4 separate regions of the Zea mays genome follow, and all the other regions are linked to region 3. A link is a contact called in public Hi-C data. All regions are on one chromosome and are shown on one strand. The core of a region is the stretch at or near the end of the contact, and the rest is flanking DNA. Distances in the headings are between cores, read along the strand shown.

Evidence for each region. A called contact is a pair of places that touch in the nucleus more often than the background predicts.
Region 1: a contact with region 3 is called in a Hi-C map of leaf, with 6 times the contacts expected there. The contact joins the promoter of LOC100282376 here to the promoter of LOC100282675 in region 3. A contact is called at or near these places in 4 of 25 Hi-C or Micro-C datasets (ear, endosperm, leaf and 1 more).
Region 2: a contact with region 3 is called in a Hi-C map of tassel, with 2.3 times the contacts expected there. The contact joins the promoter of LOC103641195 here to the promoter of LOC100282675 in region 3. A contact is called at or near these places in 2 of 25 Hi-C or Micro-C datasets (ear and tassel).
Region 4: a contact with region 3 is called in a Hi-C map of leaf, with 6 times the contacts expected there. The contact joins the promoter of LOC100277968 here to the promoter of LOC100282675 in region 3. A contact is called at or near these places in 4 of 25 Hi-C or Micro-C datasets (bundle sheath, ear, leaf and 1 more).

Annotation. Positions count from the first base shown.
Region 1 is chr10:71,250,938-71,254,376 of Zm-B73-REFERENCE-NAM-5.0, reverse strand. It overlaps LOC100282376 (apospory-associated protein C), which reads left to right and starts at 2,102. Exons shown (of 9, transcript NM_001155287.1): 1 at 2,102-2,418. The coding sequence starts at 2,269.
Region 2 is chr10:71,297,062-71,300,694 of Zm-B73-REFERENCE-NAM-5.0, reverse strand. It overlaps LOC103641195 (pentatricopeptide repeat-containing protein At4g30825, chloroplastic), which reads right to left and starts at 1,627. Exons shown (of 2, transcript XM_008664562.3): 1 at 895-1,627; 2 at 1-563. The coding sequence starts at 525.
Region 3 is chr10:71,078,897-71,082,192 of Zm-B73-REFERENCE-NAM-5.0, reverse strand. It overlaps LOC100282675 (protein binding protein), which reads right to left and starts at 1,994. Exons shown (of 6, transcript NM_001412162.1): 1 at 1,822-1,994; 2 at 595-670; 3 at 1-148. The coding sequence starts at 135.
Region 4 is chr10:70,879,063-70,882,621 of Zm-B73-REFERENCE-NAM-5.0, reverse strand. LOC100277968 reads right to left here and starts at 2,209. Exons shown (of 2, transcript NM_001165542.2): 1 at 1,994-2,209. The coding sequence starts at 2,081.

The DNA.
Region 1 (3,439 bases), core at 853-3,352, 170 kb before region 3:
GATCAACTTTAAAAGCAATGCTCAGCTTTAACCATCCTCTTTGGTAAGCCTTACACTTCACATGGACTCCCACCTTTGGCGAGTTCATGCACATTATTCCCCACAACTTGTTGAGTGATGAACGTATGTGAGCTCACCCTTGCTGTCTCACACACACCCCACATGTCAAGAACAGGTACCGCAAGATGAGGCACATGGAGGATGTTGCGATGTTATCGCGAGAGGTCTAGGCCGTCGTCTCCCAGTCAACTTTGGGTTGCTGGATCGTTATCTCCATATGATGTAATTATTTATTTACTCTGTACAGAACTCTGTTATATATTAATGTTGTGACATTCGTTTCTGTACCATGGGTCATCATATGTGTAAGACTTGGTCCTAGCACACCTGGTGATTATTTCGCGCCCGGGTCTTGGTACCCCCGAAACCCGAGTGTGACAAGTAGTTAACGTGTGCAGTCCACATGGCATGGTCCGTGTAAGTAACCAATGCATTACCGAGGCAAGACCATTGACTCTCTGCGCCACACATTGGCAGCCCTCATCATGACTTCTACTATTCTTGCTACAGAGATAGGCAAAGGAGACAAGCGGAGGAGATAGTACGACACCGTCCATGTACTCCCCTTACGCACGTCGACATGTCAATCTACGCCACAGCCTACACCAGAGCCTTCACCCACACGTCGACAAGACAGGGCGAAGATAAATCTGGGCAAAAAATCGGCACAGTGACCAAGAGAAGATAGCTGCTCACCGCATCGATAGATCTCAACCCATTGTTGCATGTACCGCTCCATATTATTATTTTTCCTGGGCCCACCAATTGGGGCCTAGTGTCCATGTACGTGCCTCCCTTAGGCTATAAAAGGAAGGGCACATGAGCTACATGGGGTGGGGGACATCCTCACTCAAACTTCCTCGGAGACATCTCCATCGAGACCTAGGCTTTCTCAACCTCTCAACAATACAACTTAGTGGAGTAGGTATTACGCTCCGGTGGTCCGAACCACTCTAAATCTATATGTGTTCTTGAGCTCTTATAACTCTTTGTGCTTGGTAGGTGGATACGTTAAAGGTCAAGTTGGGCATGATGAAGCTAATAATTAGCTAACTAGTTAGTTGACTAAAAAATTGCTAGTGGAATTAGCTAGCTAACTATTAACTAATTTACTAAAAATAGTTAATTGTTGAACTATTAGATAAGGTGTTTGAATGTCCCAACTAATTTTAGGTAGTGTTTGGTTGAGGAGCCAAGTAGAACGGAGCCGTTCCATCCCTTATCTAGGAACGGAGCCGCTCTGTTCTGTGTTTGGTAATCTGGAACGGAGCGGTTCTGTTTTTTTGTTTGGTTGCAGAGTGAACGGAACGGAGCGTGACTGTGAGAGTGAGATTGGAACGGAGCGGCTCCGTTCCATTGATTTTTTGGAGCGGAATGGTTCCGGATCTGAGGAGAATATTCCCTAATTGGAGTCATTCCATTCTAGTTACTTTGTAACCAAACAACAACAAAACTAGGACAGAACGGTTCCGTTCTACTTGACTCTTCAACCAAACACTACCTTAGTCACTAACTATTAGCTCTAGTGCATCCAACACCCCCTAAATTCATTTATTATGAGTATTTTTATGTGGATGGTCCATTAAAACTTTCAAGTGTCGCTTAGTCACCCAATCAATAATATAAAATATAGTTGGATACCGTCGCAACGCACGAGTATTAGACTATGCAGTATTAAGGGAGTGTTTGAATGCACTAGAGATAATAGTTAGTTGACTATAAATTGCTATTAAAATTAGCTAACTACTTATTACCGGCTAAAAGTAGCTAATAGCTGAAATATTATCTAGACTGTTTGGATGTCTCGACTAATTTAGTTCTAGTAAATTCAAACATCCCTAATAATATTATAATTTATAATTTAGTATACAGACATTTTAGATTATTTTAGATAAGTTTTGAAACACGTCAAAGTATATAATATCACAATATTACTCGGTAAAACTTTGTTCCCAAACACCTTGTCTACGGATACCGCCGGATTCTGCCGAATTCAAGAACCGGAACACAGCATCGGCACCTTCCTTCTTCTCCGTCGCGTCCCTTATAAATATCCTCGACCCTTTCCCATTTCCTCTCCCATTTATTTCCTCCGCTTCAGCTCCCATTCTCCGCCAAATAAACCCCCGAAAAGCAGGAGAGGCGAGACCCGGAAGTGGAAGGCTAGGGTTAGGGTCCCAGCTCCCCGTTGCCTGGGCGAGCCGAGTGATGGCCGCCCCTGCCCCCTCCGGCGCAGCTAGTGCCGCCGCCTCACCGTCCCCGCTGATGCAGCTGCCGTCGCCGTTCGCGGAGCTCGTCAAGGGCCCCTCCGGCCTCGAGAAGGTCGTGCTTCGCGGCGCTCGCAACTGCTGTGCCGAGGTACACGTTTTCGGCCTCGCTCACCCACTTCCTCCGATACCTCTCGTCGTTTGTATGGTTGTGCATACGACTGCAGTGTGCTTGGGCGCGTGCGGCGCAGGGCCGCGATTCGTTTCTATTTTGGCGCAGTTGGCGCAGATCCGGTGGGAATTCTGCTGATCCGCGGGGGGTTTGGCGGGAATTGATGAGGTTTTTAGTGTCCCGGACCTGTTTGGATCCTTATTAGTGCATTGCATGATCCGCGTGTTGGGGACATGGAATTCGAGGGTTTTTAGTTTTCACGCCAAGGTTTGAACCTTCCAAATATGCTTTAGGAAGCAGTATAGCGCTGGGAGGATGTGTGGTTAGTGTTTCACAGCAACCGCTAGGATTATTTATCCAACGTTTGGGTGCTGCAATACAGTGTTAAGTATTAGGAAGGTACAACTGAAGGACGTTTTAGTGGCAACACTGGATTTTATAGACTTGTAGGGGCAATTACAATTTGTTCGTATGTTGTAGTTACATTATGGGCGAAAATATTCATATATGTTGTTATTTATATCAACAAAATGATCTATCTGAATAAAATGGTTTCTTCTTAGTTGGTTTAGCTTTTTTATATGTATGAGGTGTGCATAGTTAAATCTTTTCAACCCTGTAAAATCCGCATTATAGATAAGTTGAAACGACGGTTCTGTGACTTGTTGATAGTATTTACATTCTTTTGGGTCTATCTTAAAAAGTCACTAGTATAATACCCGTGCGTTGCAACGACACAAGAACAAATATTACACTTTATCTTAGCCGAAAGGTCTAGAAAGTATGCGTTGAAAAGGAGCCTAATCCCTTTTTTATAGCTCGCTCGGTCGCTTGTTCTTTTTTAGTTAATGGAGTGGTACTATGTGGGAGCGCTACGGTGCGTGCACCGTGCAGTTTCTTGTCATGTTGGGCTTGGATGGTTTATAACGACCCATTTGCGGCGTAACGACCCACTATTGGAGACTTGGGTGGGTTTTACAACCTATCTATAGAGGGCCCA
Region 2 (3,633 bases), core at 378-2,877, 220 kb before region 3:
ATTGCACTCTTCAATGCTGGACTCCTTGCTTATACCAGACAAAACTGCATCGGTATCATCATCCTTAACTGAAGATCTGTGACCATGTCTGTCCTTTCCCAGGCCATGCTTCGGAGCTCTATGCCTTACCAATTTCTTACCACCCTGGGATCTTCGCCATACCTTACTCCCTTTCTTCTTCTGTGCAAAGCCTGTTGAATTAACTAATGACATTTTGCTGCTGAAACTTACATCTTCAGATGGAAGAGATGAACACAGCATAGACACCCTGACACCACTATCGTCGAAAGAGCAGACCACACCATTCTTCAAGCATGCCCTGTGACAGTTCTTCCTCCCAGCACCAACATATCCAACACCATGGCTTGTGACGGCTGCGCTGCCTGCACACCAGTGGTCACCCACCGGCAACATCCAGGAACTAAACCCGACCAAATCCAGCCCCACATGGACTGGGTTGCTAGCAAGATTGCGCCTTCTGAGTTCGGGAGGACCAGCTGAGGTTTGAATCCTCAGAGCAGCCATTCTGATTCACAAATGGCATGAGTTTCAACCAAGGAGTCCTGCACATTATAGCAAAACAAAGATTAATCCAGCGATCTCAACTCTCTGCTACCAAGTACCAGCCCAGCGGAGGACGGAAAAGGAGGGCCGCGCCACCTCTCGAGGGTACAAGGCCTCAACGGGCTATCTGCGCGCCCCAACGCAACAACGCCGGCGATGAGGCTGCTGACGATGAGTCGCATCAGACCGGCGGTGCAACAGTAAACAGAGGGCGCCGCCCAGCTCTAGGCCACTCACCGGCAGTGCCTAATTTGAAATCGCTTGGCAGATACGCAGAACGGCAGAAGGGGAGACCAAGAGGGGAGGGGAGGGGATGGAAACCGTGCTGACCTGCGGATTCGAGGACAAGGTCGGCGACGAGGAACAGGAGCGCCTTGTACATGCGCCGGACCACTGACTGCCGCCTTCCCTTCATCACAAGGTGCGCCGAGCCCCCCGAGCCAGTGACGTAGCGCACCAGCAGCAGCCACCGGCTAGACGCCAGTGGAGGAGGTGGGAGTGGTCTCGCTTGGGGGTGACTGCGGGAGGGGACGACTTCAGCTCCCGTGGTGGCTCTGCGAGAGGATTCAGCTGTGACTGTGAGAGCGGCCGAGCGATGAGATTTGATGACGCGGCCGCCGCGTGAGGCGTGAAAGTGACGTCGGAGATCGACTGTGGACTGTGGAGTGGCGTGCTAGACTGCTATCCGGCGCTTTGAACAGGTTTGCGATTTGGGTGGTGCGGCAGACGATAGGGGATGGATGGTCCAGATTACCCACATGCCAGGTAGGCAACGAAAATGCTGCTGGACAAATCTCTTCCATTCGCTACAGAAACCTGCTCATATAGGATATCCACATACATACTACTCTAAATTTCAACTCTAAAAAAATATTTCATCTTTGCCAACAAAATTGTTTACCATATACCACAATCATCTGCAGTCATGTTTATTCTATATCTCAACTCTATACCAACTACTATATTGTTGGAACCCGCCTTTCTAGGTAAGTTGATCCAACGGAAAAGTGAAAAGTGTGTTTGCAAAGTTTAGCACGGAATGTCAAAAGCTTCGTTAATCTCCTCCGTGCCTGGGCACTGTCCGGGGGTATTTATAGGTACTCGAGGGGTCGTCTGTCCATGTCAAAGACGTTTAGACCCTCGAGTACCTGGTTTATCCCTAGAATATTCCCACGAGGGGAGGTTACAGATAGTCATTAAGGTAAACCTTATTACAGACACGACCCTTATCACACTTGTCCTCGCGGGGCCCATCACTTTGGGCCGAATCACACATGCCCCCCGGTGGTGAGGGAGCGGGAGGTCCGTAGATATCGGTAGGGCCTTCGTCTTGCAACACGAGAGCGAAGGGGGTCGCGCAGGCCTCCATCCGGTCGGCACCCTCGGCTTGTTCTGGTGTGTTCTGTGGATTTAGCCTTCGTGTGCGCAATGAGAGGACGAAGTCGTATAGCGAAGGGTGGCGTATTCGCCTTCGCCCCAACATTTGCCCTCCGAGGGACCAGTTCGACTAAGTCAGCTGGTGCCGAAGACCGCCGTTAGATGGTGAAGACGTTGCCCTCGCTCGAAGTGGTACCGCGGGGGTTTTTGAAATGTGACCGTTGATGGATGTGTTACTGTTGGACTGCATGCTTCTCGAGGCGTCGCGCCTAAAAAAGCCGACCGCGGCCGGGCCTGTTTCCGGCTTGCGTTTGCGCAGTAGAAACCCTAGCTTTTGTAAACTCGTCTGTCCTCCTTGCTCTCCTGCTTCAGAAATCTGGCCCGCATCAAGCAGACCGCGCGCCGCTGCCGACGGTACGTTGCAATGTCTTCTTCTTCGTCTGCTACGAGTGCGCCGCCTACCATGTCGTCGTCCAAGGAGTCTTTGAGCGATTTGGCGGTGATGGAGTTGCAGCCTGGCAATACTGTGGAGTTCGGTACGTCAAGGATTTCCTTGGTCCGCGTGCTGGAGATGCAGCGACTTGGTTACTTTGGTGACGGCGTCAGGCGGGCACCGGGTGCAGAGGAGATCCCCGAGCCTGAAGGCGAGTTGGTTGTTTTAGGACTTTTTTGTCGACGGTCTTCGCCTCCCGGCACATCAATTCGTGGTGGAGGTGTTGCGAAGGTTCGAAGTGCAGGTCCACCAGTTGACGCCTAACGTCGTGGTTGCGTTGGCGAAGTATGTTTGGGCGGTTACTTTCTACGGCGGGCAGCCGTCTGTGGAGGTCTTCACCAAGAATTATTGCCTGCATTGGCAGAAAAGAAAAATAGGAAATAAGATAGCACAATTTGGATCGTGCACCTTCACGCTGAGGACTGGGAAGACTTCGGCTGAAGTCGTGGAGATAGTCCCTTGTGCTAGGAACAAATGGGGCAACTAGTGGGATTTTTGGTTCTATATGGCTCCTGGTGATATCAAAGACCTGCCTGGCCTCTCTCCGGCCATTCTGTGCTCACACTACTATGTGGCGTTCCCTCGATTCGAGGTGGCGGAGGAAGACGAGGACGAAGGGGCCCTTCGATATGCTGCCCGCTTGAGTAGCGGGCACGACTTGGTTGAGGAATTTATCGGCTATGGAGTGTGGCCCTTGGCACAAGGTTGGGTACTGGGCGACGTGTGCCACCGTCGGATGCCAACCCTGGGCGACCAGTTGGTGCGAAGTCCTGCCTTTGTGGTGGATTTACGCGGTCGGAACCCGACCGCATTTGTGTGTGAAGTGGAGGTCGAGGCCACGAAGATTGTAGGAAAGTATGTGCCGAAGACGGAGGCCATGAGGAGTTGGGATATCCGCGGTTCAAATGTTAGGTTGAACTGTGTTTTTTAGTTGAATTGTTTGCCATATGCCGGCTACCCGGGGGACGACGATGCCGATGCTGCTGTCCGCCGGGGAAAAAAAGGTGGTGACAACGGGCGACGAGGGCCCTTTGCGGGGAACAGCGCCGATCGCGGCCGCCAAGAAGAGGAAATTAGGTACAGCAGCTGAGGGGTCGAGGGCTTCCGATCGTTTTGCTGCGGATTTGTTGGAGACCTACGGGTTCCTGGGGAGACGATGTCTTCGCCCGAGCTCCGGGAATCTTCCGCGCGAATGCTGA
Region 3 (3,296 bases), core at 745-3,244:
CTTACTGCTGCACCAGAGGCGGGTACAACATGCGGTGGCCTTGTGGCGTGGGCTTTCCTCCCTGAAGACAAGAATTGAGCCTCCTTTGGTGACAAGAAGGCCACTGACTGTTCTCCTTCCCATGGTTTCACCCATATCAGATATTCAGCTGAAATAAGAAGAATATTAAATTAGTGAAAGTTGAACATTTCGAGTCAGCCAGGTCATACTGAAATTGAATTAATAACACATGGAGACTGCACACACTATCAGCATAAGAAAAACAAGCATCTTCCCTGCACATATTAGAGAAGATATTGAACTACAGTTTGAGTCTGAAACAATAGACACACATCAAAAGGTGCAAAACTGCAAGTGATGCTTATAACCAACAAAGATGGAGAAGAGATATTACTAAACCTACATTACCCAGAACTCAGAAGCATCTGATCAATCCTACTTTTGTGTGCAAAACTTGGCAGCCTTAGAAGGAAGAGTAAATGATAAGATGAAACAAGGTATTTCCCACATTGAGACCAGGACATCAAAACTTGTAGGCCAGAGGTGAAATATATAGGAAAGGAAAAATACAAGCAAGCGACCATTGAACAGTACCTGCGGAAATTTGCTTGCAAGAATGAAAAAGAGCTCTGACAAAACTGAACCAGCACAACCAAATTGACGTTGACGCCTGCGTGTGTACAAATGGGCAAATCAATGGCATATTCAAAAGTAACACCCAGTTAGGTAAATCCTATATGAATAACTCTACACATGAATTAGGTATTGAGGTGCTTCCCACAACCGTAAAGCGTATGGGAGGATGAAAAACCAACAGAAATAAAGTTACTGGTAGCCTGGTGCCCCTACCTCCCTTTCTAGTTGACATTATTGCCTTTGGCTGAAAGGTGAATCCACTTATACACCCACTAGCACGCCAAGCATTGTAGATGAACAATTGAAACGTGACCCGTAGACTATGTGATACATCTAAAGTTCTAAACTACGACGAAGATGCAGAAAAAGCAGAGAAAATCTAAATAGTAGTTGCCACAGCATATAGGGTACACAAACTGACAGAAATTTAGTACTCATAGGAGAAGAAGCCAAAAAAATTCTCAAACTGTCCACCTGGCCCCAATTCTGGGAAATAGTTCTTCAGAAAAAAAATGGGATTGCTAGATAAGAATCGAAATTGAGGACCTCTTGTTCTGGCGTCAAGGAGAACGCTATAATCGGGCCGATTTTCCTCCGCCGATCGCAAAGTTTATATGTGGCCGAAGAGTCAAATAAAGCGGGCAGCAGAAAGGACCGATGAATGATCGAAATGCCCGCTGCTGTTTTGGCATCAACCAATCCTCCAAGGATCGCCGGGTCGACGGTGACAGATTGATTATTGATAATAATATGATCCTACATTACAGAGGACGGCCGAGGCTAGAGAACGATCCTAGCTCCGTCTAACAGATGGAACAAGGAGAAAAAGACAACCAAACAAATTCGGCCGCGATAGTCGATCGCCTAAAACAAAGGGAACCCCTCCTCGTCTAAGTAATAATCAGAGGAATATGGAATCAGTTTGTTCGCATCGCCGACCCCCAATATGAGAATTGAGGTACAAAAGAGGCATCAGAGATCAATCAATCGGCTCGCAATCCAATTACGCAAACCCCACCCACAACGGCAACAGGACATACGGACGGCCTAACGGGTTCCGCGAGGCTGATTCAACGTAAGAAGAGAGAACAATCGGCGGTCAAATAAAGCAGCGTCCGTCCGTCCCTCATCGACCTCCAATAACGACGAGTGAGAGCGGAGGAGGAAGGAGAGAAATATCCGAACCTTCTCCGTCGCGCCGGGCCTTTCCTCCTCGTCTCTCTCCGCCGTCCTCGGTGAGGAGAGAAACGAAGGAATTCGATCCAATCTAGAGAGGCGTCTTCCTTCCCGCCATTGCAGGGAAGGGAACAAGCCAAATAGGCCTAGGGAAGGTGGGGTCGCGGCGGCGGCGGCGGCGCCAAGTGCTGACTGGGCTCCATGGGACACCCACTGACGGTGGGACCCTACGCGGCCCCGTCGCATACTTGGTTTGTGGCGCGGACGGTGTGCCTGCCACGTCATGTCAAACGAAGCCATAGTGCTGTGTAAGTCGTCCGCATTTTCGCCGTCTATCTAGCATCTACCAATTAGTTTTCATCCGTGGAAATATAGGCATGTTTGTTTCCAGATTATCGAGCTTAAATAATTTAGATGGAAAACAACCTAATTAATTATTATGTCAAATTATGTAGTCTGAAAACAAATCCTGAAATTAATATCAGAGCTCGATATTTAAAACAGATATTACATTTAATAAATGTTAACATTTCAAGCTTCATAAATCAAAAAAAATCAAAGAACGTGAAACCATGGAGGGTTGATACCTCGTCTTCATGATTAGACATGAGGCTGGTCAAATTAGACCGAATGGTTTTTATATAATTAGGAGCAGATGGCCAAATCAATGTGGATCTTTTCGTGCATGTAAATGTTTTTATCATGCCTATAAACAAGTCGTGCTTGTGCCTGCCCATGGGCCACGACCTCCACCAAAGCCGCCTCAATACATCGGACAGGGCTGGTCCGGCCCAAAATTATTTTAGATCATACTGTGCTTTTTTCGCGCTTCAGACCAGCCCACTAGGCCTGGTCTAAATGTACTCTATCCCTAAAGACATATCGAGCAATGAAGGGAACTTTTTGTGTCTCCAAGTGATGTGATCAAAGGTAAGCACGACCTAAATCCATCCTAGTCTAGTGTTATGCAGGCTTGGCAGGCATGGTCCTGTGTTAGAGATGTGCTTGGGTCACACGCTATCGAGCACCAGATTTGGTACCTGTACTACCGAATGGTCTGGCCGTATGGGCCAGACAGTCCATGTGATAGTTCGTCTCTCTATTGTGATTGTCCTAATGAATCTCAGGAGAAGTTGTTGGAAATAGCCTAAGAACGGATTCAGACCTTCTCCTATATATATGAAGGGGCACGATCGATTGAAACATACAACAATCGATCTATCAAACCAATATTACCTTATGCATTAGATCTAGGAGTAGTTTAGCCTTAGTTGTACTTTTCGAACCTTAATCTTCACAGAACGCCGGACCCAAGCACTCAGAGACAAAGACAGAGCATGAGAGACTGACACGACGACTGGTGGGAACTGTAGCTTCTCGTTATGCATGTCCCATCCCACTACAGGACGGGGTATTTATAGGCCCGTCCGGGGGTAGGTGGTCCAAAGTTCGGTCCTACCCCCGGCCACCAAACTAGTTAGTCC
Region 4 (3,559 bases), core at 960-3,459, 200 kb after region 3:
CTGGGTAGGCACTTCCTAGTTCCGTTGTGCTGAAGAAAAAAGCACCAGAAATGAAACAATCCAATGGACGGTTGGGGACAAAAAAAATGTCATCCTAATTCCTAAATCAGGGCATATTTGGATTCGAGGATTAAAAAAAGTGACTAAAGTTTAGTCACTTATGAACTAAAAGATCTAAACAAGAAGATCTAAAAATGACTAAATTGTTATTTTGTTATCATTTTAGTCACTTTTAGCTTTTTATTTAAATCTTTATCTTCTAAGTAACTAAACTTTAGTCACTTTTTCTTTAACTCTTGTGATCTAAATATGACCTAAAGATGTAAAATCTCATCCGTCCAACAAGAATATGTGCGTAATAAAATAAGAAAGGTCGGTATGGTAATACTTCCTTCGTCTTAAAATATACTACCTTAGTTGTCGTCCCCTACTTTATTTTTAACTAAACCACAACAAATAAAAACAAACGGAAAGAGTAGTTCTTTATAATCCTCTTTTGTCCCATCCACCATCGAATGAATGATAATGAATATAGACATACATACAAACTATAATTATAATCTAAAACGAATTATATAACAAATTATATTTTGGAATGGAGTGAGTAGATTTTAAGAAACTTCCCCCATGAGTAATCATGCTCTTGGGCCATCCGCAGCTTCACTGCCGAGGTACGGTGCCCATTTGTACGGAGTAGCTTTTTGAACTGTGGTCACGACGGTCAGCTTATCCGTTTGGTTTTAATCAGTTTTTATTGTTTTTACGGTATTTTATCTCTATAAATTATATAAATTATAGTTGTAGTAGTTCGAACAACTGGATTTAATCTGGAGCTCAGTTTGGTTGGTTTCCAAAGGATGGGTCCATCTAGAATTTCTCATAGTATCTCGCTCGGGGCAGGATGTGGATTGTGGACAGAATTATGGTAAATCTTTCAAGCTTACACAGTTCCGGTGCTCCAATGGTGTGGTACGTATCTAAAGGCACAAGATATTTAAGCCAGCACATGGACCGATGGCGACATTCAACGCAAAGGCAGCGGCGGCCATGGTCCACCTGTGTGTGGCGCTAGAGGTCAATGGTAGCAGGGCTTATATGTCAAGGCAGCATCATGCGGCGTGTGTATGTGGGCCTGTGGGGACAGGGGAGGGTACGCCCCGCGTGCCTCGTGGTGAGGCCACGCGGCGCGGCGGCCATTCAAGTCGATATCGTCCAGATTTCGTGCTGCTGCTAAGCAACAAGATCCCGGGGACAGGGAGGGGATTGCCGTGCCGTCCTCTGTTCTGTTGCCCTGCAATTGAGAGCGCCAGTGCCCTGCAGGCCCCTGTTTTATGGCCTCCTCTGTACTCTGTAGTACCCATCACCAATAACCCCTTCGGTTGTTTTTAATACTCCTAAGTAATAGTAACGTGTAATAAACTCTATTACGACGCGACAGTCGCACGGAGCTCGGGGCGCGCGACCCAGCGGTCGGTCCATTGCCAGGGGCAGAGGGCCTCGGGCGGCGGCCGGACCGGCGGCGGCGGTGGGTTGAGGAGCGGAGAGCGAGGCGATCGGGAGCGCTGCCGAGCCGACGGAGGAAGACATCCGGTTGGGCGGGCGGGCAGAGTGCTCGACGTCTTGCTCCTCCGGTCGAGGTTAGGGGAGGACAAACGGCGTGACATTGGCCGATTTTCAAGGAGAACAGCATGGGTCCTACTAACGGCGACAGAGCTGTAAAAACTGAATCGCTGAAAGGGAATTCTAGAGACGAGCACGCTCTAATTCTCGAACCATGCGTGTATATGTTTGGTGGAGATGAAACCCCTGTTTCGATGAAGAGAATAAGAACAGGGTTTAAAACCAGCCCACCCACCCCCAAACAGAAACAGAACAGACACGCGATTCCAGAGCAGGACGATCTCGCCCCGATCCTCTTCACGACCACGCATACGCAGCAGAACGAAACGACAGGGGGGGTTAGGCAAGAGGAGGGGGCACGGTAATAACTGACCAGGCTTACGCGCGCGGAGCCGCGCGGCGAGGGCGGCCCAGGCGCGGCGCGCGCAGGGCACCACCTTCCTCCGCCACCACGCCGCCATCAGCGTCGACGCCCTCGCGGCCAGGCTCCTCTCCTCGCTCGCGGTGCGGGGTGAATCGTCTGCGAGGACCGAGGAGGAGTCGCAGTTTCCGCAGGCACCAGTGCGCAGGCAAGGCGGTTTTATCCGGTGGGTTTCGTTCGTTGCGGTCGGCGGGGTGTGTGGGGCAGGGTTAGGCACTTAGGCCGGCCGCTGCGGCCTGCGGGCTGTGGGGCCTGTGGCCTCCCTCGCGACGCTTGCGACCTGCCGGGTTTCCAGGTGCACGTGGTTGGCGCCTGCCGCCGTCGCGCCGACACGTACACGCTGGGGAGTGGGCGCAGCTAGTTTCCTTCGCTCCTCCCAAAATATCTCTCTCTATCACCACCACCACCACTGATGAGCGATCTGATGCTGTCCGTCCCAAATTATCTTCATGGGCGAAACCTGCTTTTCATCCGATGGCTGGCAAATGTTCTCAGGTTCATAGAGCCGAGTCCATAGACGTCATGATCCTTTGTGTCTCTACTACTTTTTTTTATTTTTACATGGACGGATAGGCGCCATGTTTACTGACCCACGCATCTGAAATTTTCACCGTGTGTACAAATGGTGTTGTAAGGACAGCTTCAATGCTCACTTATTTCTTTTCTTTATTATTAAAGCAGGAAGGAAACGGGGCATGATAGACCATCCACGTCAGTCGAATTATCTTAGGCCCTGTTTGTTTGAGATTATAATCTATATAGATTATATAATCCAATGTAAATAAGCTAGTGAGGAAACAAACAAGCAACTTATCTGATAAGATTATATAATCTAGCACTTGAGATTATGATAATCCTATAAGCTCATCAAAGGGTGCTTATTTCAGCTTATTTTTTATGAAAGACCCACTACCCATGGCAAGTTGATTAAAATTACTTCCAATTGCCATCCACCTATCCATAAGCGTTCTCACCCACCAGACAATTAAAACAATCAAGGGTATTATTATATTTGTATGCATATGAATAATAAGCCGAGTCCAAATAATCTGAGCTAACAAACAGCAGCACCTAGCTTATTTAATCCAGAGCAAATAATCCAGATTATATAATCTAAATTATATTATAGATTATATAATCTATAAGTTGAAACAAACAGGGCCTTAGTCGTTCAATCGTTGGTTCCCATGCTCTCTCGTGCGCCCATGTGTCTTATCTGGAGGCTTCTAGGTGACACTTCGTTCCTCCTCACATCCTCTCTCTCTCTTCATCCTGCGTCTCATGCGACTCACGCTCCCTCCCTCCCTCCCCAAGCATCCCTGCCCACCCACGGCTCCGGCGACAGCGGTTGCTGCTTTGGACTCCGGATCCGGCCGCCATCGCTGCAACGGTCCAGGTAAGCGGCTAATCTGCTCTGTTGTGCCCTGCTCTGCTCCTAGTCCTAGCGACGCAAGGGTTTTGGTTCAGTTTTTTTCCCTAGGGAAAAGCGAAGTGCATGAAATACAAAGATTTGGTTTG